Regions from separate parts of the Mus musculus genome. Here region 1 is linked to region 2. Evidence: chromatin contacts called from public ChIA-PET data. All regions are on one chromosome and are shown on one strand. Each heading gives the region's core, a stretch centred on a gene start, on an enhancer-like site or on the middle of the called end of the contact. The rest is flanking DNA. Distances are from core to core; before and after follow the strand shown.

Region 1 (5,192 bases), core at 500-2,999, 240 kb before region 2:
GAACTGCATCTTAACATAAAAAACAGCCCCCTTTTAAGAAGCAGGCTGCTTGAGAAATGATGCACCATGTGCTCTGAACTAGGTCACTCTCCACTCAGGGAGCTCTGGGTGTGCTTCACTCTGCATGTGTGTCTCTCGTACTGCAGGCTTCGAGTACCTTCCACAGCTCAAGGAGAGAAAGAGATGGGGAATAGCATGAAATCCACATCTCCACCTTCGGAGAGGCCGTTATCCAGCAGTGAGGGTAAGTCTGACTTCTCTAGAGAGATATTTAACTCAGTCCTGTAATAGCCCACTGTGGGTGGTGGCTCTTGTTAAAACTGGGCAGTGGGTACCTGTGTGACATTGTATCATTCCCTCACTTTGTGCTTCAAATAGTTAAGAATGAACATTTGGAAGGGTTAGATACTTGGCGGTGTGAAAGTGTTGTCATCTTTAGAGGGAACTCTGAGACTGGTAGGCTCCTTTGACAGAGTACATACAGGTTTTGAGCCACTGTAAAGTTTAAAATCTCAAATCCTGTGTGCATGTGTTCTTGAAAGAGCCATGAACTGAGAGCAAGGCCTCTGAGAGGAGGCAGAGGGAGTTCAGCGCTCCTCAGCTCATGACTTCCGGTTTGTCTATCTGTATACACTGTAGTTTTCCTACATGAAAAGCATAGGCTTCCAACTTTCCTCCCTTCCTCCCTTTCTCTCTCCTCCTTTCTCCCTCCACCTCTCCCTCCCTCCCTCCCTTCCTCTCTCTCTGAATTTTAGGAATACAGTCTGGGGCAGAAGGGCCTTTATGCTTGAGCAAGTCTAATGAAAACAAACCTCAAAAGACTTGCCCATTTGCTTTTACTTTTAAAATGCTAATTGACATAAAGTAAAATTTTTTCTTTTTCCACTATGTGGGCAAGAGGCTGCATCTGAGAAGGAGGTTCAGGGGTCTCCCTCTGACTGCTGGTTTAGAAAAATTTCTCCGGCCTGTACCAGGGTATACTCCAGATAGTCGCACAATTGTCCCACCCTGAAAAGCTTCCTCTGTTGTCAGGTCTGATTCTACTTCATCTTTCTTCACATACCTATTTGAATGAGGGAGAAGTTGCCAGGTCACTGCTACTCTAATTGACTCGAATCAGGCATTGCCTGAATTGCTGAGGCTTCCTCTGATAGCCTGGGTGACAAAAAGCTCAGGGCAGGAGGTTCTGCCCTATGAATCTCAAGACAAAAGAATTCTCTTGGCCTTTAAGAGCTCCTTCTTCAGCATGCCAGGACAGTGAATGCCTGGGCATGTATGTTCTTCATCAGGGTGATTCCTAGGAACTAATGTCATAAAGAAGTAGTCAATCTGTTGGGAATAGTGTACATTTCAGAGGAAAAAGACCCCCAAGTGGTGTCCTTTAGAAGCTGTGTGACCTTGGGGAAGTACCCCCAGTCTTCTATGGCTTTCCTAAGGGACTTAACCTTGATCTTGTGCCACCACAGTAGAGCAAAGAGCAGTGACCTGGTTGTAGGGTGGGAACACTTTGAGATCCACTTGAGGTCTGCTAACCTCAGTAGATTGTATCTATATAACCATCCCTCAAGTGTGAGCTTCCCTCAAGTGTGAACATCCCTCAAGTATGAATGCAGTGGAACTGGCAACCCCAGGAACTTTCTCACAGAATTGCAAATAGTGAATTTTCCAGTCCACACAAACTTCAGACACCTCCTCAGGGAGGGCCACATGCATACAGCACAGAATTAATTAAAAACCGGGGGCCTCCCAGGATGTTGGGGAAACACATTTCCACCCAATAAAGACAACCTAGTTACTCTGCTGTAATAGTCCCCTCCCCCACTCCTGCCGATTGGTTTCTTCCATCTGCATTACTGTGACCTACAGTGACACCTCATGTCTGAATTGACCATGCAAACCAGCTGTGCTCAGAACCCATGCCACTGTGCCCAGGTACAAATCAAATCACACCCAGTCAACATGCCCTTGCAGAGTTGATACCCGTGAAAAACAGGACTGAGCAAGGTAAGGAGAGGAAGGAAACAAGTAAATCTGAAGGCCCAGCAGAACTGTGATGGCGGGTGGAAGGTGGATATCAGCGAGCTGTGTTTCCAACCAGGCCCTGGAAGGTCTTACGCCCCTAAAGCTAGCAGATCCCAGGCCAGTGCTAGTTGTGCTTTCATATCTAAGACAATCACGAGCTGACTAGCCAGGTCATCATGGTGTCTCCTCAGTTCTCATTTTTATGACAGTGATAATTGTAGTGTGGCTTGGTGCCTGAGGTGTGCCACACATGGCTCTAAGAGCTTTATGCATATGATGTGAGCCATTGGATATACATATGCATATCACATAAGAATAGCATCTCACGTGAAAATTCCTTCAAAGCAGCTCCTAATTTTTATAATAGTCCAACCACATTATCACTATCACACTCTTCAATTTGCAGTCGAGGAAACTGAGGGCATGTCATAGGCCATGCCTAATGTCCTCCAGCTCATCAGGGATGTGAGAGGAGAAACAAGCAGATTAACTGAGTGTAGTGGTCAGAGTCCTCCCCTGTCTTTAAAAAACAAAAACAAAAACAAAAGAACTCCATCATAATCCCAGGGTAGACTGTGCTCAGAGAGAGGATATGCCAGGAGTAAGGAATTATGCCCAGTTAACAGATTCAATGACACAAAAACTCTTGGGCCATTGCAAGAACTTATAAATGAAGTACCAGTCAGATCTTAGCTTAGGTCCTCATTTCTATATCACTAACCCATTCCTGGAGCATGGGGTGGCTTTAAGTGGAAGGATATTTGACTTCTGAGTCATTTTACCCTTAAAGAATATAAAATACAAGTAGGTAACCTATCAAATCCATACCTGTAGATGGTAGGACCCACAGACCTGGCTTCCATGCATCAGCAGAACTTCGTAGGCCTTCCTCCAAGCCAGCCTGCAGCTCCATCTGGTTGGCTATGTTCATATGTGCTGCTTTGCTTACTGATAAACTTACTGAAAGTCAGGCCTAAAGGTGACCTTTCAGAGGCAATGTGTTTGGATATGAGTCAAAACAGGATGAAAGCAGAAGTTGAAATAATGCAGCCATTTAGCCCTGCACCCACTAGCCACAGGTGTTGCCTGCATGAGCTCTGAATGCTCACTTGGATCTATCTGGTCTTTATCTGTGGGGGATGGATTGTTGATTGAGGAGAGCCTAGACCCAAGGTGCAAAAAGAGCTAAATGAAGTGACCATAGGCCTGTAGTCTCATGCTGTTCTGTGGACATGCCATCAACTCTCCAGCTTTGCTCATTCTATCCCCCAAGTAAGAATGGGTGACCCACAGGGCTGGGGAGAATATGAGAAAGAAGGGATGGGTACAGTTTCTACTACAGACACCAATGGGGCTACTGAGCAGGTGCTAACTTTAGAAATGAAGTGGCTGTGGCATGCTAAAGAAAAAACAGGCCACAAAGGCCTGCTCTTCGAGCTAGGTAACATGTGGCCAGTAACCTCTGTCTGGGTTCCTGTCCTTACATGATACATTTGTATATTCACTTCTCCATCCCTACTCATTCCCCAGGTATCAGCAAATATTTGGATTTTCCTTTTCTCCTCTTACCAAGTGGAGTTTGTATTTAGATGGGCCAAAGGTAGTAAGAAAGCCTCACATTGCCTCTCCTTTGTGTCAGTAACACTGAGATGGTCCAGCTGGAGCTGGTCTTGATTGGGAAAGAGTGTGCTTATCCTCTGTGGGAATGTTCCTTTGAGTCATGAAGTCCACATAATCCACCACAAGGCAGATTTTGATATATTCTGTTTTAATATGTGAATGAGCCAAGCTCTAGTTAGTTAAAAGAAGCCTTGCTTCAAATCACAGATCTCTAAAGTGGTGGTGTGTGGGTCAGCCCAGCTGATTTCAAATGCTCTGAGTTCCTCATGGCCAGCACAGATGTACTCTGTGACTCTCATTACTGACCATGGCCCTCCTTCCTTAGCCTCTTTCCTGCCTCGTTCATTATATGGCAGTATCTAAATGTTTAGATTTCTGAAAAAGGAATGAAATTCTACTTTGTATACAAGGTAAAGTCCTAATGGGTTTGTACCATCCTCTCATTTTGCTTCCACATTACATGCTACATGTATAAGTCTGCCTAAACAGGTAGCTTAAACGTTTGTCAAAATGTCTGCCATACAGTTTGTCAAAAAGTTTAGTCTCTTTTTAAATAAATAAAAAAACCACACATGCAATTTTTTATAAACCCATGGCTCTGAGAAGGCTTGAAGATGTCTCTGAGAAGAAAACCTGTAATCCCACCTCAGATATTTATTTCCCTGTAGAGATCAGAGTTCAGGGAAGACAGTGGGGCCCTAAAGCCAAATTTGCTCACTATGGCCACACTGATGTTCCCTGGAGGTTTAAGCCAGGCTCTGTGTCTTCTATTGGTTTGTCCTTTGGTGATAAGGAGAAGGAACACATTTAATGTTCCTGAAACCCTTTGGCAGAAAACCAAGTACAAGGCTGTCCCGGCGAGAGTTCACTGTCATAACTGTGAAAACATGGCTGTTAAAAAAGCTCCATGAGAATCTGCCTCTGCAACTGTGAATCTGTAGCCCCCAGAATCCCTCTGTTTTTTTCCCCTGGAATGCCTGCATGCACAATGGACTTTTGTGTTTTCTTTATTTCTGTTTCCTTTTGTTCTTACACTATAAACGGTGGCTTTGTAATGTTTCACAGTTTTAATCTGGAGTGTACAATGTGACCACATCAAGCCACGAACACCATGGTGAGCACAGGCTCTAATTAAAGGGTCTATTCTTGTCATAGATATTGTATTTTAGGAGTCATTTTAACAGTTTTTCATATGGGGATACACCAATCAGTTTTTCTCTGCCTGGAATTCTCTGGGGACAGCACAGAGAACCCTAACATAGAGTCAGCTCCATTTTGTTTCCCACACATATGCCTAGAGTGTCTGGCAAGCTCCAGGCTGTGCCCAGGGCTGCCTGACACTGAATACCCCCCGTGCTCAGTTTTCTAGGGGCTCACAGCCAGGTAAGGGCATCCTCTGACAGTCATATGGATGTGCCAGGGCAACTTTCAGACACTGCTTCAAAGGAAAACTTCAAGTAAAGGCTAGCAAAGCACAGAGTCTCTTCCAGAGGCTGGAGTTGCTGAGGGTAGCAGAGGTGAGGAGAGATCCAGTGTGACTAGGCAGAGGG
Region 2 (5,247 bases), core at 1,486-3,985:
TGGGGTATACAGTTGTAAAGCAGGGATTAAACCTCATGCAAATATACATGCTGGTTAGAGTCAGGTTTGGTGTTCTAATCAATGGCACAGAATGGGAGCTCAAAGGAGAGTCAGTCATGTTCCAAAGACAGCTGTGGAAGAGAGCAGAGCAAGGTGAGCTGAGAGCATAAGAACAACTAGAATCAGATTGGTCAGTTACAGCCATGCTGACCTGTTCCCACCTGAGAGTCCAAACCCTTATTACCTAAGATGCTTTGAAGAGAATCTAATGGTTTTCTTTGCAGCCATACTTGCTTCTAGACTAGGCTTTGTGAAGCTAGTGAAGAGGACTCAGTAGGGACTGGAGTCTTGAGTTTAGTCCACAGGGAGATCCAAATATCCTATGCAGGTTGCATGAATGAGATAAAAACAGAGTCTGACTTGCCTGGATTGTCATAGTTGTTGTGACACATACCCTGACCAAAAAAAAAAAAAAAAAAAAAGCAACCTAGGGGAGGAAAGAGTTAGCATGGATTGCAATTCCAGGCTGCAGTGTATCACGATGGGGAAGTCAAGGCAGAAACAGAAGCAGCTATGTAAGGCTGTCACATCACATTGACAGTTAAAAGCAAAGACAAAATATACACAACCTTGCTTGCTTGCTCTCAGTTAGCTCTTTCTACTCTTATATGGCCCAGGAAATGATGCTGCTAACAATAGGTTGGATCTTCGTACATGAACTAACCATCATGATTCACCCTGACCCCCAGATATGTCTACAGACCAACCAGGTCTAGGAAATTTTTCAGTTAAGACTTCTGTCTCAGTTGACTCTTGGTTGTGCCAAGCTGAGAGTCCAACTAGGCAAGCACATGGACCTTCACATAACCAGACAAGGCTCATGCTCCATTAACACATTTCACATTCTGCACAGGTTGCTGGGTAGAAAATGAAGTGGAAAGAGTTCTGGAAAAAAGCTCAGCTTAGCCATGGTGACCAATTACAAAGTCACCACCTGAGGAAATAAAAGCATATCACTATAAACAACTAAGTTTTGGATACTTATTTTACTGTGGAGTAATTTCTGTATTAGAATGACATCCCTGCCACTCTTTCCAGATTATTAGCTTTCCCAGACTCTGACCAGAAGAACAATGTCAGGCCCTGATATAATTCTGTAGTGTGTGTGGCAAAAAGCCCAGACTGAGGTAGCTGGTAGTCATGCAACTCATACATTTTTAATTTCCTAGTATGTACTAAACCTCATACTACACCATGATATATAACAAGAAAAGAATAGATAGACCTTAGGCTCTGAAGTAAAGCAGGAGATGGAACATAGAAAGTCTCTTGGTTCCTTAACTGTAGCTATGACGCACACTCCAAATAAAAATTGTAGAGAGCTGTGGCCTTCATAACTTGATCTAGGAGAGGTCATGTAGAAGGAGTTGCTTAGGAACAAGATGTAGAAACAACGGTAGTATGTTTAAAGACTCCAAGGTGAAAGCAAACCTGAACAAGATGAAAGGCTGAAGATCAACATGGTCAAACTTTAGAAGATAGAATGTGTGCAGTATGAGGCTAAAACTTGCCTCATAGGCTGCAGGGGTGATTTTGAACTTATTATGAGAGAGGAGCAAAGATGAAGGTTTTAATTTAAGGAATGACATAATCAAATTTACATAGTGAGATATGTATGTGCATAATGTGTTGGATAGAGGCCAAGTAGACAGTTGGAATGTTAGCATAAAATACAGTCAGAATGAGGTAGTAAGTGGAGTCCCAGGGAGAGACAATGGAGGTGGAAAGAATGTGGGATTCTGCGTAGGAAATAATACTGATATCTCCTAACATCAAAAATAATCTCGGTAGCAATCCCCAAGAATTAATAACACAAACTCTCCACCATCCTGATCAAGCTCTCCAAAGAGAAGTCAATTCACAAAATCCAATAAGGAATACATCTTGCACATTCCCTCAGGTACCCAGCTATTTCTTTCTTCTTTCTTCTCATTTGATTCTGCAGGCCAACCTTGGGGCTATAGATTATTACATTTAAATTTGAGAAAATTGCAGCTCAAAGATGCTAAGCCACAAGTCTGAGGTCCCAAAGCTATCGTGAAAGACCATTTTAATCTTAGCCTGTCTATGCCAGTGCCTGGAAAATGAAGAAGTGGATGCTCACAGTCATCTATTGGATGGAACAGAGGGCCCCTAAAGAAGGAGCTAGAGAAAATACCCAATGAGCTAAAGGGGTCAGTAACCCTACAGGAGGATCAGCAATATGAACTAACCAGTAACCCCGCCCTCCCCCCAGAACTGTGTCTCTAGTTGCATATGTATCAGAGGATAGCCTCATAAAAATCACATTATTATAGATAATATATAGCTTTTATAGCATCCTGAACTTGATAGCGTTGATGCTATCTTTGATATATTTAGGTTAATTGGACCAAGAGCATAATAACTGTATGCTACTCATAACTGAATATAGCCAGAAAATGTCAAACAGGAAACATGGCTTAAATTTTCTCATGTTAATATAGTTTGAGGTGACACAGAAGCTCTGAGAAGCATCCCTCAATGATCACAATGTATGGAGTTGACCTGACTCTGGGTTGCCTGTTCCCTTCTGATGGTCAAGAAGATCTGCTGTATTTACTCTGTGAACACCACTGATGCGATCGTGACAGGAAGTATGACCTCATTCTGCTGCCCTGCCTCTAGTTCGGAAAGGCTGATATTGAAAGTAAACAAGGCCCGTGAGACTAACTCCCAAGAATGACAAGCTATTCTATTCTTGGAAGCAGCTGAAAGATCCAGAGGCCCCTGACCACCAAATTGCCCTGTGAAAGTGGCAGAGACATGGTCATCTCCAACCAGAAGGGAAGACGGGGTGCTCTGTGGGAAGTCACTTCTGCACCTGTTGACATTCTGATGGGATTTTTCAGTTGAAGAACGGCTCGGTCCAGCTTTCTGCACTACCAACCACTGGGAAGCTTCGTATTTCAGTAACCCTCCTGTCATTTATCAGTCGGAAGAAGAGCCCGGGGACTCCCTGTGGAGGAATATGTATGAGCAAGTTATATTTCAGAACAGATGCATTGCTTTGATGAGCTGGTAGACAGAGTCTGTTTCTTGAAAAGTTCTTGAGCTGTGAATGCAAGTTGTTTTCACAGTTACTAATTCTTGACTAGCGGGCATTATGCTCACTGTACATGGCTCCTCGCTTTTGTAAGATCAAACAGCGAGACCTTGCTTTCTGCTGCACAATGCCTTGCCTTAAAACTAAGCTTACTGCCTGAGGAAAACTAACATATAGTCATTTGGACTGGACAAAGTCTTATTGTATTACTCAATGCTGAAATCACAAGGAACATGCTAGTATGTTCACTTGTATGGATATTATCTTTTTCAAACCAGTGATTTTCTTTTTTAAAAATGTGTGTCTTTATTTAGAAATCTTCCAAAGAATGCTAGAAAGTTCTGTATTATTTAAGACAATCTTATAAGCTGGAGTATATGATTCCTTGAAAGGTTCACTATACATTATTAAATAATCTAGTTTGAGCCTTAGAGTTGATGTGACTGATTTAATGTATTATGTTATAGCAATCAATTATTAGTTGACATGTTTATCAAAAACAGGGACAGAACTACTAGATCATAAAAGGCTCTCATGTCACCTTATAAAACTACTAGGGTCGTATTATACATATATACTTATATACATACAAACATATGTATATGTATACACTTATATAATTTATGTAATTCAGTAGCTACATGGAGATAGAACTATGTGATAAGAGGTAACTGATCAATATTTGCACAAATTGCACACTTTGAAGCATGCTTACTTTGAAATTGAAAAGTAAATTCTAAGCTTTCAGGAATGTGACTTTGTAATCTGGGTTGTGGTGGTCTATTTGTAGCTCAGTATAGCTTATGCTGTTTAGGAATGTTCAGACTGATAGCCACCACAAAAGCCTTGACCTTCTCCATGGCCACTTGTCAATGGCAACAATCTCCAAGCACTTACTGCAACTCAATAATGAAACTAGTTCTGCTGGCTGCTTTAAATACACATTTGTTTCAAGGACACTAGAACCAGCCTCTTTTTCAGATTTCTTAATTAAGTAACAAAAACCTATTTAATCTGGATGACAAATAAACCTTTGTAAGTATTGCTTTTCTCTCACAATGGTGTTGTTATTTACAGAATATTCAGACTTAAGGAATGAGACAATGAAAAATAGAATTTAAAGTAGGCAGCCCCACACTGAAGTCCCACAATCTGGTCTGCTTCTCCAATCCTACATCTCTGTACTATTTCAGCAAACAAATCTGACTAGTGCAATTAGTAGACGCCATCTGTTTGGCATCATTTGTCTATTTTTAATATATAGTCCATCTTTTTTTTTTAACGTCTTTTGCAGAAAAAAAAAAATCTGTGAAGTTTGAACAAGCGGCCTTCTCAAGATGTACCGAGACTCTCCACTGATGTCGACACCAGTAGCAAGTAAATGTGAAACTGCTCTGTGCAATTATCTTTGAACGATTAGAGTCCTCTTAGCAATTTCCTTGCTTTGATTTTGCTGATACTCAGACCATTAGCCATCTGTCAGTAGCTTGTGTTTTTTAAATGCCAGTGTGTGCGCTTTGGCAATGATTTCGACTTCATTTCTTTCCTTGAAAGAAATGTGGCATTTTTTTTTCTTTTAGGATTAAAAAAAAATCACTATTTTTTTAGATGCCTATGCATAAATGTGAAAGGAGGCCATTTATTGGCTACTATTAAGATGCAAAACTGTCTACAAAAATGCTGAAAGATTGATCACAACTTTCAGAAAATAAGGGCGTTGTTCAAACGGTAGTGGTTTCTTCCTTCCTCTTATTTTTCTCTCCCAACCCTCTTTGTAACCCTCTCTCACACACCCAGTTGTTCTTCTTTTTTTTTCTTTTTCTTTTTAACTAATAAAATAACAGCCTGAGCTGAAAGTCTAAATTACCTTATTTGTTTTCAGTAGTAATTGTCAGCACAGAAATCAAGTTTCTCTGAGCCAGGCTGTTAGAAGTCCTGATACTGCCGTTGCCTTTTATAAAATTGTGTGATAGAGTTTACACTACGAATCCCCTTCGATCTTCCTCCAAGTGAAGCCCATTGTCATGCCTATGGATTGGATCTTCTTTAATGAAGTCTTTACAGGCTTCATAGTTTTAAAAGCCATCTATTTAAAATCAATAAAAATCAACCCTCAGGCTGGG

What was found. ChIA-PET counts read pairs in DNA pulled down with a chosen protein or histone mark.
Region 1: a contact with region 2 is called in an RNA polymerase II ChIA-PET map of effector CD8 T cells, with 12 read pairs. The contact joins the enhancer-like site here to the promoter of Tmem71 in region 2. A contact is called at or near these places in 1 of 39 promoter capture datasets (the HPC-7 cell line), 1 of 484 Hi-C or Micro-C datasets (CD4 T cells), 3 of 115 datasets of contacts at active chromatin or transcription factors (effector CD8 T cells, memory CD8 T cells and microglia) and 3 of 9 other capture datasets (adipose tissue, liver and pancreatic islet).

Annotation. Positions count from the first base shown.
Region 1 is chr15:66,796,483-66,801,674 of GRCm38.p6, reverse strand. All of the region lies in intron 41 of Tg (thyroglobulin), which reads right to left. Sla (src-like adaptor) reads left to right here. Exons shown (of 9, transcript NM_009192.3): 3 at 147-244. The coding sequence starts at 184. Among named protein-coding and RNA genes, the nearest start is that of Sla, 33 kb to the left of the region's middle. Within about 2 kb of position 1,749, at least 28 of the 459 cell types and tissues checked have an H3K27ac peak or open chromatin away from gene starts, as enhancers often do. A contact at or near this core is called in effector CD8 T cells, where this site is marked.
Region 2 is chr15:66,558,534-66,563,780 of GRCm38.p6, reverse strand. It overlaps Tmem71 (transmembrane protein 71), which reads left to right and starts at 2,735. Exons shown (of 10, transcript NM_172514.3): 1 at 2,735-3,051; 2 at 4,419-4,501. The coding sequence starts at 4,462.